Regions from separate parts of the Mus musculus genome. Here all the other regions are linked to region 2. Evidence: chromatin contacts called from public Hi-C and HiCAR-type data. All regions are on one chromosome and are shown on one strand. Each heading gives the region's core, a stretch centred on a gene start, on an enhancer-like site or on the middle of the called end of the contact. The rest is flanking DNA. Distances are from core to core; before and after follow the strand shown. Region 1 overlaps Gm36132 (a long non-coding RNA gene). Region 2 overlaps Rad51b (RAD51 paralog B). Region 3 overlaps 4933435C09Rik (a long non-coding RNA gene). Region 4 has its middle 34 kb from the start of 4933435C09Rik.

What was found. A called contact is a pair of places that touch in the nucleus more often than the background predicts. HiCAR-type assays count read pairs that join an accessible place to other places.
Region 1: a Hi-C map of muscle stem cells shows a contact between it and region 2, with 4 times the contacts expected there. The contact joins two enhancer-like sites. A contact is called at or near these places in 3 of 484 Hi-C or Micro-C datasets (the C2C12 cell line, the C3H10T1/2 cell line and muscle stem cells) and 1 of 115 datasets of contacts at active chromatin or transcription factors (astrocytes).
Region 3: a contact with region 2 is called in a Hi-C map of muscle stem cells, with 3 times the contacts expected there. The contact joins two enhancer-like sites. A contact is called at or near these places in 2 of 484 Hi-C or Micro-C datasets (bone marrow-derived macrophages and muscle stem cells) and 2 of 115 datasets of contacts at active chromatin or transcription factors (astrocytes and pancreatic cancer cells).
Region 4: a contact with region 2 is called in a HiCAR-type map of astrocytes, with 4 times the contacts expected there. The contact joins two enhancer-like sites. A contact is called at or near these places in 1 of 484 Hi-C or Micro-C datasets (bone marrow-derived macrophages), 3 of 115 datasets of contacts at active chromatin or transcription factors (astrocytes, large pre-B cells and pancreatic cancer cells) and 1 of 9 other capture datasets (embryonic stem cells).

What each region holds. Positions count from the first base shown.
Region 1 is chr12:79,863,236-79,866,055 of GRCm38.p6, reverse strand. Gm36132 (a long non-coding RNA gene) reads left to right here. Exons shown (of 4, transcript XR_381728.4): 3 at 418-501. Among named protein-coding and RNA genes, the nearest start is that of Gm36132, 2.9 kb to the left of the region's middle. Within about 2 kb of position 1,500, at least 94 of the 459 cell types and tissues checked have an H3K27ac peak or open chromatin away from gene starts, as enhancers often do. A contact at or near this core is called in the C2C12 cell line and muscle stem cells, where this site is marked.
Region 2 is chr12:79,487,452-79,490,377 of GRCm38.p6, reverse strand. All of the region lies in intron 7 of Rad51b (RAD51 paralog B), which reads right to left. Among named protein-coding and RNA genes, the nearest start is that of Rad51b, 190 kb to the right of the region's middle. Within about 2 kb of position 1,332, at least 102 of the 459 cell types and tissues checked have an H3K27ac peak or open chromatin away from gene starts, as enhancers often do. A contact at or near this core is called in the C2C12 cell line, astrocytes, muscle stem cells and 1 more, where this site is marked.
Region 3 is chr12:79,947,702-79,950,910 of GRCm38.p6, reverse strand. It overlaps 4933435C09Rik (a long non-coding RNA gene), which reads right to left. Exons shown (of 3, transcript XR_381736.3): 3 at 1,420-1,919. Among named protein-coding and RNA genes, the nearest start is that of 4933435C09Rik, 13 kb to the right of the region's middle. Within about 2 kb of position 1,655, at least 74 of the 459 cell types and tissues checked have an H3K27ac peak or open chromatin away from gene starts, as enhancers often do. A contact at or near this core is called in muscle stem cells and pancreatic cancer cells, where this site is marked.
Region 4 is chr12:79,968,675-79,971,656 of GRCm38.p6, reverse strand. No RefSeq gene overlaps it. Among named protein-coding and RNA genes, the nearest start is that of 4933435C09Rik, 34 kb to the right of the region's middle. RefSeq lists an enhancer at 1-2,982. Within about 2 kb of position 1,581, at least 130 of the 459 cell types and tissues checked have an H3K27ac peak or open chromatin away from gene starts, as enhancers often do. A contact at or near this core is called in astrocytes, where this site is marked.

The DNA of each region.
Region 1 (2,820 bases), core at 251-2,750, 380 kb before region 2:
TGCCAGGTGTGGTAGTATCTACCTGTAACCTCAGCATGGATGGAACAGAGCCAGGCAGATCCTGGAGCTGTTCGGCCACCTAGTCCAGCCAAATAGAAAGCTGGGTTCAGTAAGAAACTGTCTCAAAAAGTAAGATATCAAGAGAGGAAGACATCATCCTCTGCCTCCATGCATGTAAATCCATACTCATCCCTACATGCACACACACATGTACATGACCACACATAAACACAGACTAGTACATTTGAAACACCTCCTTATTGAGGATTTGGAAAATATAGAAAAGTATAAAGGAGAAAAGATAAGTTATCTGACAATCCCATTTGAAAACAATTGTGATGAATTATTAATAAGTTAACTTCCGTTTTTAACGTAAACTTATATTGGCTCGTTTCTTGCTATTTTCTCTCTATCTAGATGATTCTATAAGCTTGTGCTCTTTGACTCGAGTCGTTTTTACGGTAAAACCAGCCAGCCACTGCCCATAGATGGCTCCGTGAGGTAACTGCCTAGCTTCATAAAAAGTCTGTGTCTTTTCCAACAGGCGAAAGGAGGCCTTCCCTGGGTGCAGAGTTATGTAATTTGTCTAAATCACACAGCACTAAAGGAAGAGCAAACCCACAAATTTGGGTGTGTCTGTGGAGCACATTCACTTCAGCAGATGTTCAGTTGCTCAGAGACACAGACAGCTCCCTCCTGCCGCCTGTGACCCCTGGGAACAGGAGTGTCCGATGGTGGCTGAGCCTGGCCACGGGCCCCAGCCAACCAGTACAGAGAAGGAAGGAGCTCACTATGCCCCGGCTCTTCTCTCCTTCCGCCCTTCTCCACATGCAAGAGGCCAAGAAACTAAACTGCCTAGACTGCAGGTTAGCTTGTAGATACCAGTGGGTTTTTTGAGTTGATGAAATAATTTAATCCAAACCTTCCTTTTCCATGGGGATCAAATTACGAGAAGGTCACAAAACCCGGTTCTGTTGTTCTCAGTCCCGACAGTGCCAGAGAGGGTGTCAAATTTTGTTGTTGTTGCTCATACTGTGGTTTATAGTTGGAACTGTGTGCAGTCACGGCTTTCTTCTCTCCTGGGCACTCTGATTCGTACTGAAACATCTCTCGTGTACAAGTCATGACTGGAGTATCCTGAGCAGCTCTCAGAAGAGCCACTTCCTTGGGCAGATCCAGGCCACAAAGTTGCTGGGGAACATTGGTTGCCACCCTCTAAACGGACAAGCCTTTTGTGAACAGTCCAAAACCAGCAAATGACCCAGGAGTTAGGGCCACCCTGGGATGAAAGTAGGAGGGTCTTTTTCCCCTGTCCTTTATTCCCTTGGGGGACCCTATGAGCTAAGCCGCAGGAGTCCAATAGTCTTAGTGCCACGGACTCTTGGTTGGCCCCGCAGAGATTGATCCAAGATGAAAGTTTGCCGAGCGAGCCAGGCACTCTGCCGCAGTTGGGGTAAGTCAAGCTGGTGTGCCAGTGGGTGAGTCAGCGACCGAAATGCCCTCTCTTCATTGCATAACTCTAAACACAGGCTTTGCCTTCCCGATAATCACTCTCCTGGCGGTGGCACAGCAGGGCTTATTTCCTGAAGACATGCGTGGGAAAAAAAAGTTTTCCAGGCAGACTTAGACACTCAGGCTTCCATGCTGTAAGGAACAGTACTTCCTTCCTCTCCAGCGCTGGTGATATGACTCACAGCAAAACGTGAAGATGACTTTCCTGATGCACCAAATGGCAGCTGGCTGTAGCGACTCAGGCTTGTGGTCCCCAGCACTCCGGAGGATGAGGCGGGAGACCCATGACATTGAGTCTAGGGCTACATATCTGGACCCTGTCTCAAAACAAACTGATAAACCAGCAGACAAATATCAAGAATGAAGAACTTGAGCAATAAGAGGAAACGCATCAAGTGCTAGACACGTGGTACATCCTTCTCTCTACCTAGCTATAATGACCCTCATATTCTGCCCGTTATACAGGTAAGAAAACTGAGGCCTGAGGTTAAATGATATTCTTTCTCTTTCAGTACTCAGAACTGAACCTTGGACCTCATGCTTGCTAGGCACTGAGCTATATCCCCAGTCCTAAATGATGTTCCCAATGTTACAGAGCTTGTAAGAGTCTGAGCCAAAGCTCCAGGAATTCTATTTTCTTTTCCTTTTTCTTTTATTTTATGTATATGAGTACCTTATTGTATATGTATATTTTATTTTATGTATATGAGTGTTTTGCCTGCATTTATGCATATGTACCACGTGCTGGCTGGTGCCCTTGGAGGTCAGAAGGTGGTGCTGGATCCCCTAGACCTGGAGTTATAGTTGTAATCCACCCTGTGGGTGCTGGGAATTGAACTGGAGTCCTCTGCAAGAGCAATAAAGTGTTCTCATCCACTGAGCCATCTCTCCAGCCCCACGTTCTAGTTTCTTAACAGCTTGAAAGTGACAGAAGTGATGGGATTGAGAGAAATCACAAATCCAAAGTATTTTCCATCAGATGGCTTGTCAGACCCAAGGAAGGCTCCTCTTAGAGACGAATGCCTGCCATGCCACACTTCAGCCTTGCTGACTCCGTAGAAACCATGGCTGGCTTCCAGGAAGGGGAGAAATTTGTCCCTGCTCCTGTGTCCAACACTGTTTGGTATTTGGATGAATATGAACAGCTAGTTATGATGCCATTGGGGGTGGGGATTACACTGCAGAGAGGCCTCAACATGCCGTCCAGACAGGGAACATGACTCACCAAGAAGAGACCCCAGGTGGGGAAGCTCTGGGTGGCTGGATTGCTCATAATCTGGTGAGACTAGGCAAAAAAAAAAAAAAAAA
Region 2 (2,926 bases), core at 83-2,582:
GGAAATGGTTCAAATACCCAAGGGCCTCTAAGCATATATGCTGGAAAGTATACCTAATTTCCAAAAAAAAGGGTCGAATTGCAGAGTACGCCTTGATTGGAAAACAAGCTGCTCGCTTCTGGGGATGGAGCAGATGCTGGAGGTGAGGCATCCATCCAGGGAGTTCAGAGCACCTCCGCTGTCACAAGAGTCACTGCACAGCCTCTTCTTCAGCTCAGCAATCGAGACTGATGGAGGTGTCGCAACATAAAACCCTTCTCATTTGCCTAGAACTCTTCTGACTGCGACTCACAATAAAGCCTGTGATGATGTAGGCGGACAGAACACAGATTAGTCCATAAGGATAGCAAGACATTTGCAATTATCCAGAGTTCCCCTCCCCCCGCCACACAAAAGAGCAAAGTGATTACCCAGAAAAAGACAATAAATGACAACAACAACAAAAAAAGGCAGTAAATGCATTAGGAATTAAGGCTGGATAGAGCTTGATAGACAAGGAAAGGACTAAGGATGAATATGAATATTTATAGTCTAATGAACATATTTTTGTTGTTACTATAGGGAACAACAACATTAGCATAAAGAAACTACATGACTACAAAACACAGGTGTATATAATGCAGCCACCATTTATTCATAATTATTATGTCAAAGTCAGAAAATCCCTGGGAAAACATCTGAATTATTATGAGTTATTATGCTGCTGTGACTCCATTGTTAGTTTACAACTACTTTGAAAACTCTATTTTCATTTGCCCTCATGAGACCCCTGGGGCCTACTATATTTCTTACACCTTTTAAATGACTCTGAGAACGGGCTTCTTTAGAAGTAGAAGGATTCACTGTCCTTTTGCTTTGCCTTGCTGAGACAAGGCTTGGTTATGTTATCATGAACTCCTAGGCCCTCCTGCCTCAGCCATCTCAGCCTTAGGACCAAAGGCATAAGCCACCACGCATGTCTAGAAATGGAGTCCTAAGAACAACCTACCACTGAATTTCATGGCAGAATACATGATGTTTAATGTTAATTTACTTGTCACACAAAAAGGAATTTGCCTTCAAAAATCACATCCCTTAAATACACCTAGAAATTGGGCAATACCCCTTTCAGGAATATCTAGTCTACTTGGAAACCCGAAAGAGCTGAAGTTAAACTGCACAGATTATTCCTAAAAGCCCGGATATGAACATGTTAACCAAGCACTCCGCCTCTGCTCAGCTTGCCAACACGGTAACTTTACTCATGAAGCCCGGTTCCAAGAGCTATCAGATTCCATTCACATTATACAGGCCACTGTGAATCACACTGCCAGCTACTTAGAAACAACGGCCTGTGCTTTTTCCATTGCATCTGGTCTTCCAGCTCTCATGGAAACAAGTGCTGCCACGGCCCCTTGATGAGCCAGCAGAGCCCAGTCATCTGGCAGCAGCGACTGGCCTCTGGCATCTAAGAACACCAACCAGAGAAAATGAGGGGATTAAAAAGGAGAAGTAACAGAAGACAATCAATTTCTCACTCCCTGACGGCCTGCGATTCCAAGGGCCTGATGTAGAACTGACTTTGTTCTGAATGCTATGTACATGAATGAACAACACAGGCCTAGATTTAGACCGTTTTTCTCGTGTGCCTGGGATGAGGTTCAGCGATGTTCCCGCTGGCCCGAGTGCTTCTCAAAGCACACGATTCATTGATGTAATACGCTAAGGAGGATGCATTTCTCATCCCAATATGACATTGTGTGGGAAAATTTAGCTTTGTCACCTGTTTTCCATGAGAGCTTGAGAAAGTTGCATAATCTCTTTCAACTGTACATCCATCTCATCTTTGAAATGAGAATAAGACAACCTGACTTTCCCCTTTAGTATTACAGAATTTCAAGGGCTATTCATCATTAAAAAAGAACATCAGCAAGAACAAAAAAGAAAAGAGAAAAGAAAAAGAAAAAAAAACTTGCAAACTCAGTGTACACCAAGAAGCTAGTCTACTCTTCCAACTTAGGAAAAATAACCTCTATGGCCTCAGAGAACAAAGCCGTCAGCATCTAAGTGCGAAACTGTCTTGTACACAGAGGCCTTCGTGTCTCATTAGAAATCAGAAGGTACCGCATCGCAGCAATCTGCTGTTGAAAAAAAGGGGGTTCCTAACACTCGTGCTCTGCCGTCAGGAATGCAGAGGCTTGACTTACTGTGATGACCCTGTTTCCTCAGTTGCCTCACGGAGCATCGGGAAGAACGGGAAAAACAAGGCTGAACCTACATCAGGCAGGATTTCTGGCTCCATTGAGACATTTCCAAAATGAAGGCACCACTTTTCATGTATACTTATTATAAGATGCACTTCCACTAAAAATTACACTTCTTCTAAATTGAGAAAAGGACTTCCACCTTTCAAACGTCTACTTGTGCCAGATAATATAACTATCATGGTACAGGTCCCCAGCCCACGGCCTACTAATCATGGAACCCAGGGAGTTAATGCATTGTTATGAGATACTCAGAACCTGCAGGAACACTGAGTCAGATCACAACAGGGCCAGCAGAGCTGGCTGTCCAAGAAGTGTAAATGAAACCCCACGCTGTTTCATGTGCGTAAAGGTCTTTTCAGTAAAACCTTTCAAATGCCACCAGGAGTTGATTATAATCCCACTTTTCAAAAGGTTAAATTGCTTACACGGATGTGGTTAATTTTCTTTTAGGGGAACAGGCAGTGTCTGGACATGCGATAAACTATGAGGAGACTGGCAGTGCAGAGGAGCCTCTGTTGTCATGTGTTTCCAGATATCATTTCTCAATGCTGGAATAATCTTTTAAGAAACAGAAGCGATCTATTTAAAAAAAAAAAAGTGCAACTTAGGCTGGCATGTTGGTGTTTTGCTTTTGGTGTGCTTTATTTACAAGGCACCTTGGATTTTGTTTCATTACTAAT
Region 3 (3,209 bases), core at 406-2,905, 460 kb before region 2:
TACACAATTACCTCAGTTATTAGTCATGGGGAGGATCCAGGGGTTACGTGGCTTGGCCTCATGTGCTCCCCACTTTTATCATGCTGTCTGCGAATCCATTTTCTCCAGCAGGGATGTGTGGACATTCCTCTCTTTGGAGTCAGGGTCTGAGTCACATGACTGCCTTTTGCCAGCTGTGCTGTGATCAGAACTGAGTTCCCTGGTCCTCCTGCCCTTCCTTCTTTCCTCCTTCCCTTCCTTCTTTCCTCCCTTCTTTTTTTTTTTTTACCTCTTCCTTTTCTTCTTCTTTCTATCTCAGCTTCCCCTCACCCCAGCCCAATTTTGGTAAAATATAAATAACTTAAAATAGATGATTTGGGGCTGTGTGTGTGCACATATGTATATATGGTATATGAATGATACATGTATGTATTATGTATGTATGTGTATGACGTATGTATTGCGTGTATGTGTATGATGTATCCATGTATGTATGATGAATGCATGTATGTGGACAGGGAACAACCTTGGGTGCTGTTTCTCAGGAGCCATCGCCCTGCTTGAGAAGTCTTACTGGTGTGGAACTCATCGGTAGCCTAGGCTAGGGAGCCCTAGGGATTTCCCTGCTTCTCTCTTCTAGGAGCTGATATTACAAGCACAAGCCACTGAGCCTGACTTTTTTAACTTGAGTTTTGGGGGTCTGATCTCAGGTCTTCACGCTTACATTAGCAGTGCTTTACCAAATGAGCCATCTCCTTGGCCTGTATTCCAGCCAATTTAAAACATGCAATTCTGTGGCCTTAAGTACATTCACACCTATTTGTAACCAACACCACCATCTGTCTCCAAAACTTTTTCATCTTGAAAAACATGAAACTCTGTTCCCACAAACCGATGATTTTCTCCCAACACGTAGCAGCCACAATTATACTTCCTATTTATGAATTTAATTAAGATACATACCTCTTATAAGAGGAGCCACATGACATCGGTGCTTTTCTCCCTCTCTCTCCACAACTGCAATCAAAGGGTCACATATCCCCTAGGCAAGTAAGTGCTCTACCACAGGACTCTATAATACATATTATATCACATGCACTATGTATATTATATAGTACTATCATACTATTGAAGCATACGCATGTGAATATATGTGTACTTTCCCCCACCCCCTTTTCACTTCTGCTAAATTGTCCAGGCTAGCTTTGAACTTGAGATTGTCCTGCCTCAGTCTCTTGAGCAGGTCTAGAGACCTGTGCTGCCAGGCCTGGCCTGCTTGCTTTTCTTGACAGCAAGGAGTCATGTGGCCCTGGAGCTGACCCCTCCAGGAACTTGATATGTTAACCAGGCCAGGAGGAGGGATAGGAGAGTCTCAAACACACACACACACACACACACACACACACACACACACACACACACACACAGAGAGAGAGAGAGAGAGAGAGAGAGAGAGAGAGAGAGAGCGCCCCAGACAGAGTCAGGAAGACTTTCTGTGCCCTGATGACAGCTGGAAATTCTTTCTGCTCTTCTGTGAGTCGAGTGCTACAAACAGGGGACTTTTCAAGCCCAATTCCAAACACAGGAATTCTTCCCTCGTCAGACTGTCTCCTGGGCCCCATTGAGCCAGCTGGCCTTCCCACGCAAGCCGATGCACTCAGCTGTGACTGCCCGTTCCCGGGTCAGCCTGCTCCAGCTCACCCTTGACGGAGAACACCGGCTCCCTGACAGCTTCGGCTGCTTTCTGTTCCAAGTTGCACAGAGCATCATGAAGACTTTTTTTCAAAACGTGTAGGTCAGCCACTCACAGCAGTTCCTGCGGCCTCGACTGCCATGATCTTTTTATTTATTTGGCCTGTTCTTTGGCATTCGTGACAGGGTCTGAGCCTCATACAGATCCTTCTGGCTTTTGTGGATGTGAATATACCAACTTCTTCCTCCTCAAAAAGAACATAGTGCATTGGATTTGGGATAAGAGTAGAGCTAGACTGGAATCAGGGAGACTAAGAAACAGAGGTGGGGTCCAGGGGGCCCTGGGATGTCCTATGTCAAATCTGATGGCGGGAGGCTGAGAGTGAGCTGCACTGTGCATCACCAAGGCATGAGGACACGTGGACCCCTCCCTCCAGTGACAAAATTTAGCTTTTTTTCAAATTTGTATGTGAGACTACAGTGCCGACTGTCACAGTCAGGCTGTATCCCCTTCCCTTTTGCTAAAGCCATGGACTGATGTGGCCTCCGTCTCTGTCTCACTCCCCGCCCTGCCCCACAGTCTCTCCAGGAGTTACACAGTTCTGTAAGCTCCAGAGATTCTCTCCATTGAAGATTGTGCCAATAGGAGAAACTTTGTCTGCAGGAGACCCAGCTAGAGGGGACGGAATGTAGAGGGAGCAGCAAGACTTGGAGGGGCAGAGGAAGGCCTAGAGAACAGGAAAGAGGTTATCCACCACAGAGCCTGTAAGACAGTAGCCTCCGATGCTGAAAGTCAGATGTAAGCAATCGCCCTAGAGGTTCCGAGAACAGAATGACACGTTCTCAGAGGTAACTGGGAAAGAGACTGAGCCCCAGCTGCATGTCCAAGGTCTCTCTGTTCTGACTCCAGTCCACCCAGTTGGTAGGAGGACGGTCCTAAGTGACGTCAGTATACCTACAGAGGGCACATGCAAGACTTTGGGCCACTGAGTCAGGGATTCCTTAATTTTCTGGGTACTGAATCAGGGATTAGAAGCCTGGGGCTATCTTACTCCCTGACTCTGTCCTCAGTTTTGGCAACGGAGAACTTTGGCTAAATCTGAGAACAAGATCCAATTCAAACGCAACTGGCTTTAGTTAAATATGTATGGTATACATATGACATTAAGAACGGTTCTCTGGTCAGCCAGGGCTGTGCACGCAGGGAGATGAGGCCGGCTCAGATGTTGCTCTCCTTGGGGATGAAGGAGGGGAGCTGTTCTTTTGGAGGTCTGCAGGTTTCTTGGAAGAGCAAGGCTTTGAGCAAGACTGGGAAATACAATGTAGCAAACAAGGAAGAGAGGTGTCAAAATGGCAGACAAAATGGGTGAGCAGAAAACTGTGTATGTGAGGGCTTGGCTAGCTCTGTAAGTGGGGAGTAGGTGGCTAGAGTCTAGACTCAGGTCCTGAGCCAACGGCTGCAGGCAACAGGTGGCAAGAATCAGGCTGGCAGCAAGGCAAGGCCCTGACCCTGGCTAGGGAACCACATACACTATGGA
Region 4 (2,982 bases), core at 332-2,831, 480 kb before region 2:
CCTCCCAAGCCCCTATGTGGGCATGTGCACTGTCCGCAGACATAAAAGGCTAGAACTCAGACCTTGCTATTGCAGCCCTCTGGTCTTACTAGGGACCTCCTGCCTGCTCTGTCCATCTCTCTTCATTGCAAAAGCTTCACTATTACCAATGTTTATAACTCTACTGAGGATCCCAAACCCAGATTCCCACCTTGATGTAGGAATTCCCTCTGCCCACCTGCATCCCTGTTCAGGGCCCTGACCAGTAATGTCTGCCAGGATGGTAGGGGAGGGGCATTTTCCAGGTTGAGGGTTTTCTCTGGGTCTGTTAGGGCCTGGAGACGCAGGGAAGCTTGCAATCCCAGGCCTGGGGGAGGGCAGGTAATATGAACTCCCAAGAGAAAGGGATCTGGGGCAGAGGAGAGAGGGAGGGGAGAAGGCTGGCTTTCCAGCATGTTCTCTATACCCTGGTATCGAGAGGCACTCCATCCTTCATTCCTCTGGCGCTACTGCTCCTGCATAGCTGTGCTGACTCACAGTGGACATCAAGGTTCACAAGTGACTGTTCCCAGCGCTGGGGCAACTTCCAAACTGGGTCATGGTAACCAATGGTAACCGGAAGAATAGCCTATAGAGTCTGAGTGTCCCCATAGCTCTCTCTACAGACAGAGTAAGTAAATTTTACCAAGAAGGGAAACTGAGGCTCAGAGAGGCTGAGAGGTTGCCTGAGTCTGCATACGCAATAAGCGCTGCTGCGGCCAGTTGTCAAACCCTGAAGGTCAAACCTCAGAGTCACAATCTTGATGCAGAGAGGGGCCCCGACAGACACTCAGTGACTATTTCCTGTCTTCAGCAGCTTTGGTCAGTGGCGGGGAATCAGAAAGGCACTTGCCCAGACTCTCCCAGCCCTCACGTTGGACAGCCTCAAGTTAATGTGGACAGTTGTGCCTGACTGTCAAGCAAGCCAGTCTGAGCTGGATTCCATACTTTACTTGCTGAACAATCCAAGCCTACTGCTCTCTGAACAGCCCTGGCCAGGAAGAGACCACCCCTGGATCCGGAGTCCGGCGCATGGCAGGGGGAGTAGGAAGAGCTGAGGAGGGAGTGTGGGGCCCCAGAGTTCCAGCGGTGGGTTTCCCTGCTTCAGGCTTGCCCTGGCCAATGGTCTTGCTTTCAGGCTTCTCTGTGCTCTGAGCACATCTAAACATTTGGAGAAAAACAAGAAAGTGAACAATAGGCGCTTGTGGGCTGGAGAACAGGGCTGACTTCCCCCTGGGACCCGGGCGCTGTTCGTAAGCTGCCCCAGCTGCACTCTCACGGTTGGGATGTCACTGGGGCCTGGCTGAATTACAGCCTTGTCCTCCATGGGGCCTGCTACCAACTCCTTTCATACCCGGGGAATGCAAATGTTGGTAGGGGGATCTGGAGCTGTGTAGAGACAGAAAGCTTGCTTTCCTGCCTGGAATTTGGGAAATCAGACAAAAGAACACACACACATACACATACCCCTATTTGGCATGGAAGCTCTGCCAAGCCATGCCCTGACAGTTGTGTCCTAACCAGAGAAGTTTGCCCCACAGGAAAAAAACCAAAACCCCAGCTCTCTATCAAGTGGACTCTGGGCACAGCCCCAAGAAGCTCAGAGTCCACAGGACCTAGAGACAGAATTCCTAATGTGTGCCAGAGCAGTTTCACCAGGAGGTGGTAGCAAAAGTACCCCCATTAGTTATAGCACTGAGGGAGGTGGGCCAAAGGTGCTCTTCTGAGCTGGCTCCTCTGAGGTTTTTAAGACTGTTGCTTCTCACCATTACAGCCTAAGCCACAGGGAATGAGAATGTAGTCAAAGTATCAAGATTAGAACAGAGAAGAACAAAACAGAGCCCAGACCCCCTCTCAGCTAGGGCTGACCAGTGGTATCATTCATACCCAGTAAGTAGGGCTAAGTTTCCCTGTCAAGAGTTCCTCACCTTTGTTCCCAGGACTGGAGGCGGCTTTGAGCAGTGTCCCGTCTGGGTGGCATCCCTGGAACAGGTCTCAGGCCCTGGTGTTTTTGAAGTAGCTGCCCAGACATCCCATCATAGGCTCAGGAGGGTGAATAGCCCTTCTACTCACCCCTCCCACTCCCCAACAATGTTCTGGATCTGAGAGCACTTCTGGGTTGTTTGTGCCCAAGGACAGGAGGAATTTGGCAAGAAGTCTGTGGTTGGAGGACAGTGCATTTACTTTGTGAAAGGATGAGTGAAGGACCATTCGGGGAAGTAGGGAGCACTGTTGTCAGAGTTGGGACTGGAGAGATTAGAATGGGTCAGAGGACTCCTATGAAGGACATGAGTAACAAAATGGGGGGTTCAGAACAAATGGGTTGACCTCTGGAGAGCAAAGGCAAGGCTTTAGTGTCTAAGAACTTCAAAATGGCTGTTAGGTCCCGCTAGATATGTGGTTCCTCCTCTTTCCTGCCCTAAATAGTTTTGGAGACAGAATCGTCTTTTTTTTTTTTTGAACTTTTATGAGTGTCTGTTTGTCTGTCTATATGTATGCACATCACAGGAGTCCCTGTGGAGGGCAGGAGGACTCTTGGGAATTGGTGTTATGAACAGCTGTAAGCTACCACGGGGTAGCTTACCCAAGCCAGGTCCTTTGCAAGAGCAGCAGTGTTCTTAACTTGAGCCACTGCTCCAACAGTGAGACAGTGTTTTTATGCAGCCCAGGCTGACCTCAAATTCTCATTCTCCTCCGTCTGTCTCCAGAGTGCTGAGATTAATGGACTACATTATCACCATACCTGCTCTTAGTCTACTTGTTGGTCACCTGGGACTGTGAAACCTTCGTAGTCTCTGCACTTCTCCTGCACTTCTCTGCACTGTTCCTTTCAGCACATTAACATGAGGCTTTGTTCCTTGTTAGGGAGCTGGGCTGAGTCCCACAGGGGCAGTGTCTCTAGGCACCCTGATCTTCTTGTATTCACTGCTCTCTTGAAAGTTCACTCATCTAACAAGAAGGAGG